2 separate regions of the Zea mays genome follow, and region 2 is linked to region 1. Evidence: chromatin contacts called from public Hi-C data. All regions are on one chromosome and are shown on one strand. The core of a region is the stretch at or near the end of the contact, and the rest is flanking DNA. Distances in the headings are between cores, read along the strand shown. Region 1 holds the start of LOC103647530. Region 2 holds the start of LOC103647534 (fasciclin-like arabinogalactan protein 7).

What was found. A called contact is a pair of places that touch in the nucleus more often than the background predicts.
Region 2: a Hi-C map of ear shows a contact between it and region 1, with 2.9 times the contacts expected there. The contact joins the promoter of LOC103647534 here to the promoter of LOC103647530 in region 1. A contact is called at or near these places in 3 of 25 Hi-C or Micro-C datasets (ear, endosperm and tassel).

What each region holds. Positions count from the first base shown.
Region 1 is chr2:194,567,447-194,573,516 of Zm-B73-REFERENCE-NAM-5.0, forward strand. It overlaps LOC103647530, which reads right to left and starts at 2,777. Exons shown (of 4, transcript XM_008672055.4): 1 at 2,338-2,777; 2 at 2,190-2,226; 3 at 1,954-2,075; 4 at 1,422-1,823. The coding sequence starts at 2,586. The coding sequence ends at 1,761.
Region 2 is chr2:194,713,059-194,719,128 of Zm-B73-REFERENCE-NAM-5.0, forward strand. LOC103647534 (fasciclin-like arabinogalactan protein 7) reads right to left here and starts at 3,383. Exons shown (of 2, transcript XM_008672057.2): 1 at 3,057-3,383; 2 at 1,164-2,578. The coding sequence starts at 3,173. The coding sequence ends at 1,724.

The DNA of each region.
Region 1 (6,070 bases), core at 1,527-4,026:
CGGTTTGGACTTTGCAAGACGAATATGCATGGCCACCTGTTTAGTGGTAGCAGTACTAGTAGGAGTACCGTCTGCCTGTCTGTGAGATCATTGCAGAGTTGCAGCCTTGCATATTATGTTTGTGCAGAGGTGACAACTGTTTGTCCAGGTCCGTCTGCCTCATGTGTTGCCCTCCTGACAAGTGACAGCCAAGCACCCGACCCAAAGCGGCGAGTTTGGCGTTCCAGGGTGCAGTGACTGGTGTTTCAGCAGAGGCGAGTTTGGTGTCACCAGGATTGCTGGATCCTCCACCCCCGAATCATGCACCTATATAAGAAAGAATTCATTGGAATGCTCGGGTTGCAAAGGAGCCCTCGTAGACATCGTCCTTCCTCGGCGGTTTCGGTGCATGATTTTGATCGATGAAATGAATTCGTTAAGTTTAAGTACATAAGAGTTTCAACCATCCGTGCAGGTTTCGGATTTTGTTTTGGGGGAAACCAAACCATGATACTAGCATTCACCGGACAATCTGTCGATATCAAGTACATGTGAGTGATACAACAATGTGCCTCCTAGACTGGAAGCTTTTAGCAAGAGCGCATTTCGGCGAGGAAGTGTCTTTAGGATTGTGCACGAGTATCGATCCGGTCAAGGAAGGCTAACTCCTCACACTTCAGATTCTATGATGCAATTACAGAGCACAGAGAGGGCTATCTCCCAGTCTTCGATCCGGCCAAGCACACGTGAGACGATCAGCGACACCACAGCCGCACGTCGACTCAAGAAACTTCACCAAGCAAGTGATGATTTTTCCTCGCTAATTTGTGAGCCTCGCAAACGGTAGTTGGCTGGTAAGTCAATACTACCGCTATAGAGCGAGTGTCTATAACGGCATGGAGCCTCTCGGGTTTAGCCGTTTAGTTATAACAAGTACCTTCTATCTATGTCTCTCTTGAAACAACCGTGAAAAAGTTCTTCACTCCGCCTATTTCAAAAAAGCAGGAAGCCAAAAACAGCTCGCTCCTTTGGTATTTGGTTCAACTTTTGGGTTTTGAGAAGCGAAAACAGCCCCAAAAATCCAACCAAACGGACACTTAGGGCAGCTTCCCCATCAGTTGTGCAGGTTATTTTTAGATGTACTCACTGGTTCAGATTTTAGAGATTTCTACAAAAGGAGGAATCACAACAACGATGTTTGTCAAGCTTTGGAAGTGGTAGCGATGGAAGTCTTCACAAATCATGGATGGCGCTCAAATGCAAGAATTGAGTATGACTAGTGTCAGCCATAGTCTTGTCATTTTGTTTCTTTGTAATACCATGCAGCTTCTTCGTAATAATAGAACAAGCACCTCCAAATATTGGATATCTGCAATCAATGTGCATATGCTATAATGCAAACCACAAAGGCAACTGCAAATTCCCCGAAGCTGGAGCTGTGATTATGGGAAATACAGAAAATTCAGGTCTGTATATTCGCTCCTTCAGACTCAGATCCATAGATTCAGCTTTACACATCGAGGATGATGAATGCTCTTGTCATGTCAGCCAGAAAATGTTGATTGGAATTCATGTGTTCATAAGTCTGTAGTTTTGACATTAGCAGAGTAAGGAGTACCATACTTAACTGTGTACGAAAGGTAGCCTCCGATAAGAATTCTCCCTGAACCAGTACTAATTCTGAAAACTGAAAACGTGTCCCTTCTCCTGAACCTCACAATTGGCACATACTGATGAATCACACACAGCATTGAACTAAATTGGTGATCGTGCGGTACCCCTCAGAAAGCAGCGGGACTATCATCCAGCTGTTTCTCGTCCTCGATCTCCACCTCCAAAATTTCCTGGAATAACAATAGGCGGGCCCCATGTTACACCTTGATTAAACAACACTCTCCCCATTTCCTGCACTGGCCCACCCCATTATTATTTGTTGAAGCAAAGGAACGCAAGCACTCCAGCAGAAACCCTCACCGGAATGCGGTTCTTGAGGTAGTTTCCGATCCGCGCGACCACGGTGGCGCGGGTGTGCCAGAACTTGCCCTTGAGCCGGAGCTTCACGAACGGCCCGTCCAACTCCGCGAGGTCAACTTGCCCTGCAGCCACCAAAGAACCATCCACGGGAAGGAGAAGTCACTGGTCACAATCCATTTCTTGGTAAAGTAAGCAGTACAGCGTCTTCTGGGGTAAGCGCTCGGCCTGGCCTTCACCTGTGATGCCCACCGACGTGTCGAACAGCTGCCCTAGCTGACGCGCACAAGACCAGCGACAGCATTAGCTCGAGGCTGCAAGCCTGCAACGGCACTTCGATCCGATGGGGGGGTGAGGAGAGAAGGGGAATCGGTTCAGTTTCCTTGCCTCGGATTTGGCTTCGTCTAGGGCCACCCGGACGTTGTCCTCGGTCAGGTCGAGTGACGCTGTAATCGCCGCGGCCGCGCGGTGAGGCCGCCCGCCCCGTCGTCGGTACCGTACGGTGCGCGCTGCTGCTGCTGTGAGGCGCGGTACGCGGACGTAGGCCGAAGGGGCGAAGAATGGCGGCGGCGAGGAGCTGGATAGCGGAGTGGGCACCGGGAGGAGGCGGGCGCGGAGGACGGCGGCGAACGCCATGGGCGTTGCGGGTGCGGAGAGCAGTCGTGCCGGGTGGGTCTCCTTATCCTATTTTGTCTCAGAGGATGGGCTGTGGCGTTGAAGCGCGCGGCGTCGTTGATATTGTCCTTTTTGTCATTCCGCCGTCGGTGAGGTCGGCTGCCCCGCAGACCAGAATGTAAGTAAAGAGATGGTGGAAGATGGGCCAAGACATGAGACAACAGATGGGCCAAGGCGCAGTAAAAGGGCTCGAACTGAGAATGTTCGCCTGAAGGGTCCAGAGTGGGTGCCTAGCTTGGGGTATGTAACGCTGAAAGAATCATCAACATTGTAATAACTGAATTCTTCTGTCTCAACTCTCAAGTTTCAACACCGCCGCCTGCCTGGCTGCCGCTGCTGCTGGGCTCTTCCTCGCATCCTGTTCCTTGCATGTTCTTCTACTTCTCTACCCCTCCCCAGCTATTCTGTTAACACAGAAGTTCAGAACCGAAGTTGTACGGGAAGGGGTGCTAGTAGTGCAGAAAGGTTGTTAGTGTAGACTGTTTAGTTAGAGCACCTCCGCTAAAATTTTGTTTCCAAAATGGTATATTAGGGCTGTTGAAATAATATTTTCCTTGAAAACAATCTAAGTTCACATCAGACTGCTAATAAGTATTCCCTAAAGTTTTTGAAACCAAACAAGTGGGCCATGGCTTGGCTGTTTGGACAAGATTCCTTTGCGTATACCGCTGAACAGATTCACGGGATGCATGCCTACCACATATCGTCGTCACTACTACACGTACTGCTGAATTCTGAACCATAGCGCTTTTTTAGTTGATCAACTCTGTAAGCAAGCAATCCTGTTGTAAAATCAGCTTCTAAGATTCTGAGAAATTAGCTTATTTCTCTCCTGTAAGCAAGCAGTCCTGAATACCACTCTCTCTCGTCGCGAGTTCGAAGGACACAAGGAGGCTGTCGCTGCATCCGAACATGGGCGCTGCAAGTGGTCCGTCGTCGACTCCATCACGTCCTATGCACCTCCACCTTCGAATGCACCTCGCAGGGACACTCAGACATCGAGGACCTGATCTACAGCGCCGCCCATCTGCCATTGGAGGAACCTCCCGCATCCTCTAGCCGTCGCGGTGAACGTGAGGCTGTAGATCCAGTTCAGGAGATGCCGACGACTGCACAGCATCTCCGTCGCCGCCTCGTACGACACCGTAGAAAGCTCTCCCGCTGCCTCCGCCTCCAGAACCGTTGAAAGCTCTCCCGTTGCCGCTACCTCTGGGACAGTTGAAACCTCTACCGCCGCCGCCTCCTGCCATGGCGCCACCAACCAAATTGCGCGAGGATGAAAAATTGACATGGGAAAGGAGTGTGATGGCGCGCGCAAGGGGACTGAGGGAGGATCTCGCCTCACGCATATATATGCGGGATCGAACGCCGCGGATACGTGGCTGCGAAAAGTTGGGGTGACTTTGCGTTTTAGGCTATAAGAGCAGTGATGAACTTTAACCAGAACGCTATAAATATAGAGTTGAATATGCAGTAAAAAATTGCCGCAGTGGTGAACTGTTTGAGTTACTCTAAACGGTATGAGGAAACCAGGAACGCTACTTTCAGAGTACATGCAGCTCTTACTCGAAACACTGTTGCAGAGTGCCGGAACGCCTAGATCGGAGGAGAGAAGGAAGCGGTTTGTTGGCTGGGAAAAGAATAGAGTTAAAAAGAAATGATATAATATGTGATAGTTGGTATAGAGTTGAGATATAGAGTAAACATGACTGCAGAGGATTGTGGTATAGAGTAAACATGACTGCTGACGGGGATAGAATATTCCTTTTAGAGTAGAAATTTAGAGTAGTATGAGTGCGGATAGCCATGTTGGAAGAGGGAAAAACGATGTTTCCCCCGAAAACATGTTTTCGGTAGTTTTGGGGTTATTTTTGGAGTTGCTCTTACAGGGTTAAATTTTAGCCATTTAGATGCTAGTTGAAAGTTTAAAATATAGTTTAATTATAACACTAATCATACAGATGAGAACTAAACGATAAGACGAACATATTAAGCCTAATTAATTAATAATTCGTTCTTACGGTGTTATAATAAACATTTGCTAACCATGATTTAATTATTTTTAAAATGCCTCAATGTCTAGTCTTTAGTTATGTGACTAATTTTATAATTAGACTATATTTAATACTCAGACATTCAAACATCTAATATGACACGGGCTAAACTTTAGTCCTTAGTTCTTAGGTAGCCATGCTAGTCCAGTACATAAACTTCTATGCACAGAAATCGAAATACCTTTTCAACTACTCCATCCAGTATCAAATTACAAGTCTTTTAGGACAGCGACACGTTCTCCAAAATATAGTTTTGACTAATATTTTATTGTTAAAATAGGAATAAGCTCTTAATACATTTAAAACATGATTTTTAAGATAAATCGGCACATATGATTATTAGATTTCAAAACTAAATAATAAAATCGTTATTTATAGTTAAAGTTTTATAAGTTTCACTCAAACCTTGTCCAAAACAACTTCTAATTCGGTACCGGAGGGAGTAGCTCATTTTATTAAATATCTTAGTTAAAATGTATTATCGTCAAGCCACGAACAAAAATATAACAGATTTGCCATGTAAATTTTGAAACGCAAAAAAGACAAGACAAAATCAGACAGCCAAACTGATTCTAATCTAGCACAAGTTGTATATCCATTAGAATCAACCAGGCCTGCCCTGCATTGCACTAGCATTGCCACGTATAGCGTGGTCTAGAAATCTAGCCATGTTAAGGCTAGACTAACAACCAAATACGTCTGCAAATATTGCAAATATTAAACGTGACATACAGTTGAATGAAGATCTAATAGACCAAAAGACTCGCATGTATCTAAGACTTAATTAGATAGTTGTTGCTTCTCTATATGACTAGACTTTTAATTGGGTACTAGGCATGTGCCCGTATGTTACGACGGAAGACAATTGAGGAGCCTCCAACGGCTCAAGCCCTAGCGACGTGTGGCGTGATTGTAATGGTGATAGAAACACTCGTGAGAAACAGTGCCTCGTTGCAGAGGAGCATGAGCCCAAGCGTGCCACCACTCAACGCCATGAGTTCCATCATCCTTTTGCGGGGCTGCCATTGCCACGAGCTCCATATATAAAATGGGTTGTTCAGATCATAATAACCAAAACAATGGTTCTGTTTAATACATATACTGCCTTCTAATATTGACTAAGTCTCAGACAATATTGACAAAACATATATCCTTATCTAATTGCCTCATTCTTGATAAACTCACACAAGAATAGAAGAGCAGAAAAAATATAGATAAAGCAAGCATATCAAGGATATAGCATTTTTAGACAAAATATATAGCAAGTTTTGTGTAGCAGTTCTAGGCATGCCAAATACAGTGGCAATGCATAGCAAGTCTAGGCATGGCTATTGAATTTCTGCAAACAATACCCATTCTTCACATGTTCTGTTGAATACATGTATTGCCTT
Region 2 (6,070 bases), core at 2,133-4,632, 150 kb after region 1:
AGATCCTAGGAGTTGTCTAGGCTCGGGCAGGCCGACCTAGACTCCTCTAATCGACGTAGAGTCGAGGAGAGGCGGAGAATTTGGGAATTGAGAGGCTAAACCTAAACTAGACTAGAACTACTCCTAGGATAAAATGCGAATAGAAGTTGTATTGATTCGATTGTTTATACAAATCGGCCGTAGACCTCTCTATTTATAGAAGAGGGGGCTGGACCCTTTACACAACTGATTCCGAGCTAATCCCGCGAATATAGCTAACAACCGTAGCACTAAACTTGGAACCCTAATCTGTTCTGCGCACGCGCGGACCGTCCGGCCCATAGGCGCGGATTGTCCGGACCGCGGACCGTCCGGCCTCAGGGCCGGACCGTCCGCCAGCTCTTTTTTGGTTCAAACACTTGGCACCTGATGTTTCAGAGGCTGAGCGAGGCTTTCTTTTTATTGGAAACACCGGTTTGCATCCATCACCATCAGGGTAGGAGGTTGCTGATTGCCAGGTTCCTTGCTTGCCAGCATTGGCAGCTTCATGCTCCCTTGTTGCTGCATTTGCTCGTCTGACAGATGAAAGTAAATTCAATGCAGGTCGTAGTCTTGATTTTACTGCCCATTCCATATTTCCATTGAAGTAATGGTATAGCAAAATTCCACTAGCTATATATTGAACGTATTGCTTGACATGTTGTTTGTTGTTGGCTTCAACCGTTTTTAGAATGAATGAACGTAGATATTTGTTGTTGTCTTACTAATCTTTAGGTGCGAAGTAGGTTCGACGTTTTGCGCAGTGGCACTCATTATGCCTGTCAACAGCTTTCCTATCCTACCTCCTATCACATCTTCTATTTCAAAACTCTACTATGTAAACAATGTACTCTACTATACAAATAGTGTTTTGCACAATCAAAGTTTGCTCGAGACGGTCTACGATGGATTGCACACAACTTGGCACTCAAAGTATGCTGCAAAATTGGACTTCACAATACTGGCCAGTTGCTATTCCTACACAACAGACGCATGCTGTTAAGCTTACATAATCAAGTAGCTAACAATATTCTGAGTCAAATGGAGAACTGAACGATTGCCTAAGATCTGATTCATCTTTGGACCAAAGATTGGTTGCATGTGGGAACAGCAAACAATGCTCAATGCACATGGAAGTTTCAGTATTTCTTTAGGCAGGAACCAGCCCAAGTTGAAAATTCGAATAAAATAGTGTATAGCATATGCGCCATCCTTTCAGTGTACAGCCACCATATTGAACAAAGTTGTAATCTTGAGCATGTTGTTCCTGCCAGGAACGACTCAGCGGCGTAGACTCGACCTCTCACAGGGACATTTCCCACGTGTCCAGTGGGCATCAACAGGTCACTAGGTGAAACAGTCAGAGCCAGAGGTGAGGTGTGAAGCAGTTTTAGTTCTTTAACAGCTATCAAAATGTTTTCGATCGCCAGCTGCGTAGATGGACTAGAGGAAAAGTGGTTGCAGTGAAAACTTTTTTCTCGTGTTCATCCGTTCAATCATCCGTCGATAAAAAAATGTTAGACATTATGAGAGTAATGATGTAATGTGACGTAAAAATACTCCAACTCGATCCTAACGGTATGCCTACTTTATGTCCAAAAGAATTTACTCCAGCAACCCATTCAAAACGAAATCAAGCGTGGCCGTGGGGAGGCACGAATGCTGTGCTCACACGAATGGCAAGAACCCACAAGCCTGTCACCGGTCACCACCACAGGAGAATCAAGCGCGCTGCTGCAGCGAGCAGCAAGGAGCTGGCAACGCCGACGGCGCCGGTGCTGTGCGCGGCGCTCGTCGAGTCGCCCTTGCCGCCCGTCAGGCCGCCTGCTTTGCCGGCGGCCGCGGGGCTGGGGGCATCGGACGCCCCGGACTCGGGCGCGGGCGCGGGCGCCGGCGCGAGCGGCGGGTCCTTGCTGAAGAGCTGCATGGGCAGCAGCACCTTGTTGAGCGCGTAGACGGCGACGGGCCTGGTGGCGTACACGCTGCTGGCGATCTTGGGCCTGGACCACATGGACTGCACGTAGATGGTGCCCATGTCGTCGGTGAGGTTGAGCGTGTAGGGCGACCCGGCGAAGGTGTCCACCGGGTTGAGCGAGCTCAGGTTCTTGAACTCGGCCAGGGAGTAGAACCTGGGCAACGCGTGGTACAGGAGCAGCTTCTTGAGCTGGTCGGAGGTGAGGTTGGAGAAGGTGGACTTCTTGAGCGCCGAGAACGCCGAGTCCTTGGGGACGAACACGGTGATGCCCACTTTGGTGTCGTTGGCCTGGCCCTGGAAGGTCTCGATCACGTTGGTCCTCTCCAGGTAGCTGAGGAACGTGTGGAACGGGCCGGCCACGCTCAGGAGCTCCGCGAGGTCCACGTAGTGCGGCGCCGGCGCCGGGGCCGGGGCCGGCGGCAGTGACACGGGCGCCGGCGGGCTACCCTTCTGAGCCAATGCCGGGGTGGAGAGGAGGACCGCCAGTACAGCCGCGGCAAGAATTACCGCTTTGGACCCCATCAAGCAGCGGCTGCCTGGCGCGCGGCGCGCCTGATCCTCTGCTCGCTTCTCTGGTTGAAGCCCCTGACGAGATCACGCAGAAAGTACAGTTAGCAACTTGATCTGATTGATCAAAATGTCCAAATGTTTCTGGGTTCGAATCAAATGCTATTATCGAATGGTGCCGTACGTTACTGGTCTACTCGGGAGCTAATTAATTCACTCGCTATCTCTTGGAAAAAACGGTCTCACTTCGGATACAAGATAGATCGTTGGATCTGCTAGTTTGTCTAGACGGTTCGTTGTATTGTAGGAGTGCTAGCGACAGCCAGATCATGGTACGAGACGGGGGATAGAACAATCGCTTGAACAAAAAGGCAAAGGAGAAAGAAAAAGAAAAGAACTTTCAGATCTGAAACCAATACAAAAGGCATCACAATGCATGTAGAGTCGGTAATTCTCAAGCTGACAATTGCACGCGACTGACGACAAGAACATCATAACCAGGTACAGTTCCTTGCAAATGCAGGAGAACATGACAAAATCCAAGGGGGGAGCAAACCTGGTCGAGCGCAGCAGAGCAGGGAAGAGGGGACGGGAGAAGAAGACGAGAAGAGAGGGGTGGCAGCTCGAAGGAGAGCTGGGTAGAGATAGAGGGGGTGCTATATAAAGGGAACATATCCAGTGTATATGAGCAATTGCACGAACTAACAAAATTAAAAAAAAAAACGGTGCATATGAGACTTTGGTGTATATAGGTTTCCACGCTACTCTAATTATAATTATATACAAATATATTAAAAAAATAAAACAAATATTGAGATGTCCATATGGGGGTAGCAGCTGTTGCGGTTGCGGGCGGGGGCAAGCAGTTGGTGCCCGCGCGCTCTCAGCGAAGAAGGTGCGCGCTGAACTGCTGATCGGCTTGATCGCTGAAAGTCCCTCTCTGCTGCCTGTCCTGGCCCTCTCTGGTCCGTTCTTGAGTAAATCGCACTGCTCCTCCATGAGTGGTAGTAGGACAGTTAGGCCCCGTTTTCAGAAACAATTCTCGCTCGTTAGTTGGTAGCAGTGCAATTAGACCACGTTTCAGAAACTACTGTATTTCAGACACGATCTGTTGTGTGTGGGTGTTTTGCTGAAAGCATGCAGTGTTTGCCTTTTCTGCCGAATAGGATACCGCGCTTCAGTTTTATTATTGCAGGGTCAATTGCAAACTGGCACCCGGCTGCATCGAGCGCTTCTGACTCTTTTTTTTTTCTTTCTCGAATCCAGTTGCGCGCACTCTGCGCTTTTGAACTCGTCTTGTACAAGTGCAAGGCCACGAGAAGTGCGAGAAACTGTAAACTTGTTTATTCGATGTCTGACATCGAGATCCATGAGACGCAAAACTGGTATCAAAAGATTTCATCTGACCATTTGAGGGCAGACCAAAGAAGCTCCGGTTTGGATCAACTATTGGTCACTCACTCACTGATGTGGAGTCCACACCACATGTACAGTACAGCTACAAAAGTCAGTAGCAGATTAGCAGCGGCTACCTACAAAAGGCTATTATTCATGGAAGACTTCGAGTCAGCTTAGTGCATCGCTGCGGTTAATAATCCTGACGACGTAACCAATGCTCCTTTTTTTTTGTCTATACCACACAAGGATTCCTTCAACTTGCATATGCCACTCAAAGTATACTAATACCAAACTGTTTTGCTTGAGGTAGACAAGCACATGGCTACGAGAAAATGACACAAATTGTCATCAGCTCACGAGAAAAAAATGATCTTTATAGAAATGATTGGTTTTTTTAAATGGAATGATTTATGTACATCTTAGGGGGTGTTTGGTTTCTAGGGACTAATGTTTAGTCCCTATATTTTATTTCATTTTAGTTCCAAAATTACCAAATATAGAAATTAAAACTTTATTTTAGTTTCTATATTTAGCAATTTATATACTAAAAAGAAATAAAATGAAGGGACTAAACATTAGTCCCTAGAAACCAAACACCCCCTTAATGTACATATAACATTTTATTGCTTCAGAAATCGATATATAATGAAGTTGAGCCATCAGTGGTATGAGGTGTCAAGTGGATTTGATAATGTGAGCTCACTACCTTACTTAATTTTGAAGTGTCGGTGAGGCGGCTACTTGACACAGCTTGTTAATCTATAGAGACAAATCGATTTTGAAGTTTCGGATGTCGCAGAGCGGGGATGGGGGAACGTGGGCTGCGATGAGAAGTTTCTCAACGGTTACTCAAACTGATGGCTCTGTGGTGTGGGTGATGTCGGTACTCGGTAGACCAAACTAAGCCCAGGTTGGCCCATCGATTTGGACTCCCGCCAAATTACGGGTGCGCGTCGAACACGGGCTGGGCCTCCCTCGGCTCGAATGCCGCCGTGTCCAATCCTAAAAAAAACAGCTAAAGCATTTGTGTCAACTATTAACGGAAACCGACTTTGCTGCAGTATAATGCACACACAGTAAGTCCCATCTCCAGGGGGCCTCTAGCGGGCGTGCAAAGTACTGTTTTGTACTATAAAGTAAAGTTCAAAATAGAGAGTCTGCTGCCCATAGTCTAAAGCACCATGTTCTACGGTTTTCCACATCATCATGCTCGACCACATTTAAATGGTAAAAAATCTAAAACTATGCACAAATGAAGACTTGAATCATAGTTATGGGCTCCACGACCCTAGAAAGAAGATACTCTCTGGCTGCAGCATCGAACCTCCGAGATGGCTTCGGGTCCAGTATATGCCATGCAGACCTCAAGCCAAGTAGGGTCTGATGACGCCACGTGTCCGGACTGGTGCGGCTGGGGCCCGGCCCCCCTCAGGCACAGTTTGGGTCCCTGGTCAGGAGGTCCTAGGAATGTCGTGTCCCCACATATTCCTGTGCTTGCCCTAGTCCAAGACAGAGGTTCAGTGCCAACGTGTGGCCAAGGCGCGCCTGGCTTAAGCCACCAGACGGTGCCTGATGTATGCCTCTGACATGGGGCCCGCCAACATTAGGTGCAGATGGGATGCATACTTATCCGCGCCAGCAGCGGGTAGCGTATCCCCTGCATTAAATACGTGAATCATGCCAGGTCTGCAATGTGCAGATTTTATTGTCACCCACATGTTACTAAGGCAAAACTATTAACCCAACACATCGCTTAGGTGCCCTTCTTTTTGACTTTCACTGTTCCTTGTGCGTTACCGAGGCATAAAGAGACAAGTGGAGAAGATGGAACGACACTGTCCACCCCTACGCACGATAGCGTATCAGACTATGCCGCAACCTACTCCATGGACTACACCTACGTTCCGATTAGACATGACAGGGGATAGATGTCAGGAGCCAACACAACCACTAAGAGGAGATACACGTCTAGAAGATGTAGCGTTGCTAGCCCTTACCCGATGCCTCATGCTTCGGGTAGAAGCAACTCCGTGGGCCCACCTGTTGGGGTCCAGCTCCCTTATAACGTGCCCCCATTGAACTATAAAAGGGACGACACTAGCGATACAGAAGGAAGGTTGAGTGTAACCGACGACTTACAGGCTTTCAGCCAATACAACTCATAGTGAATGT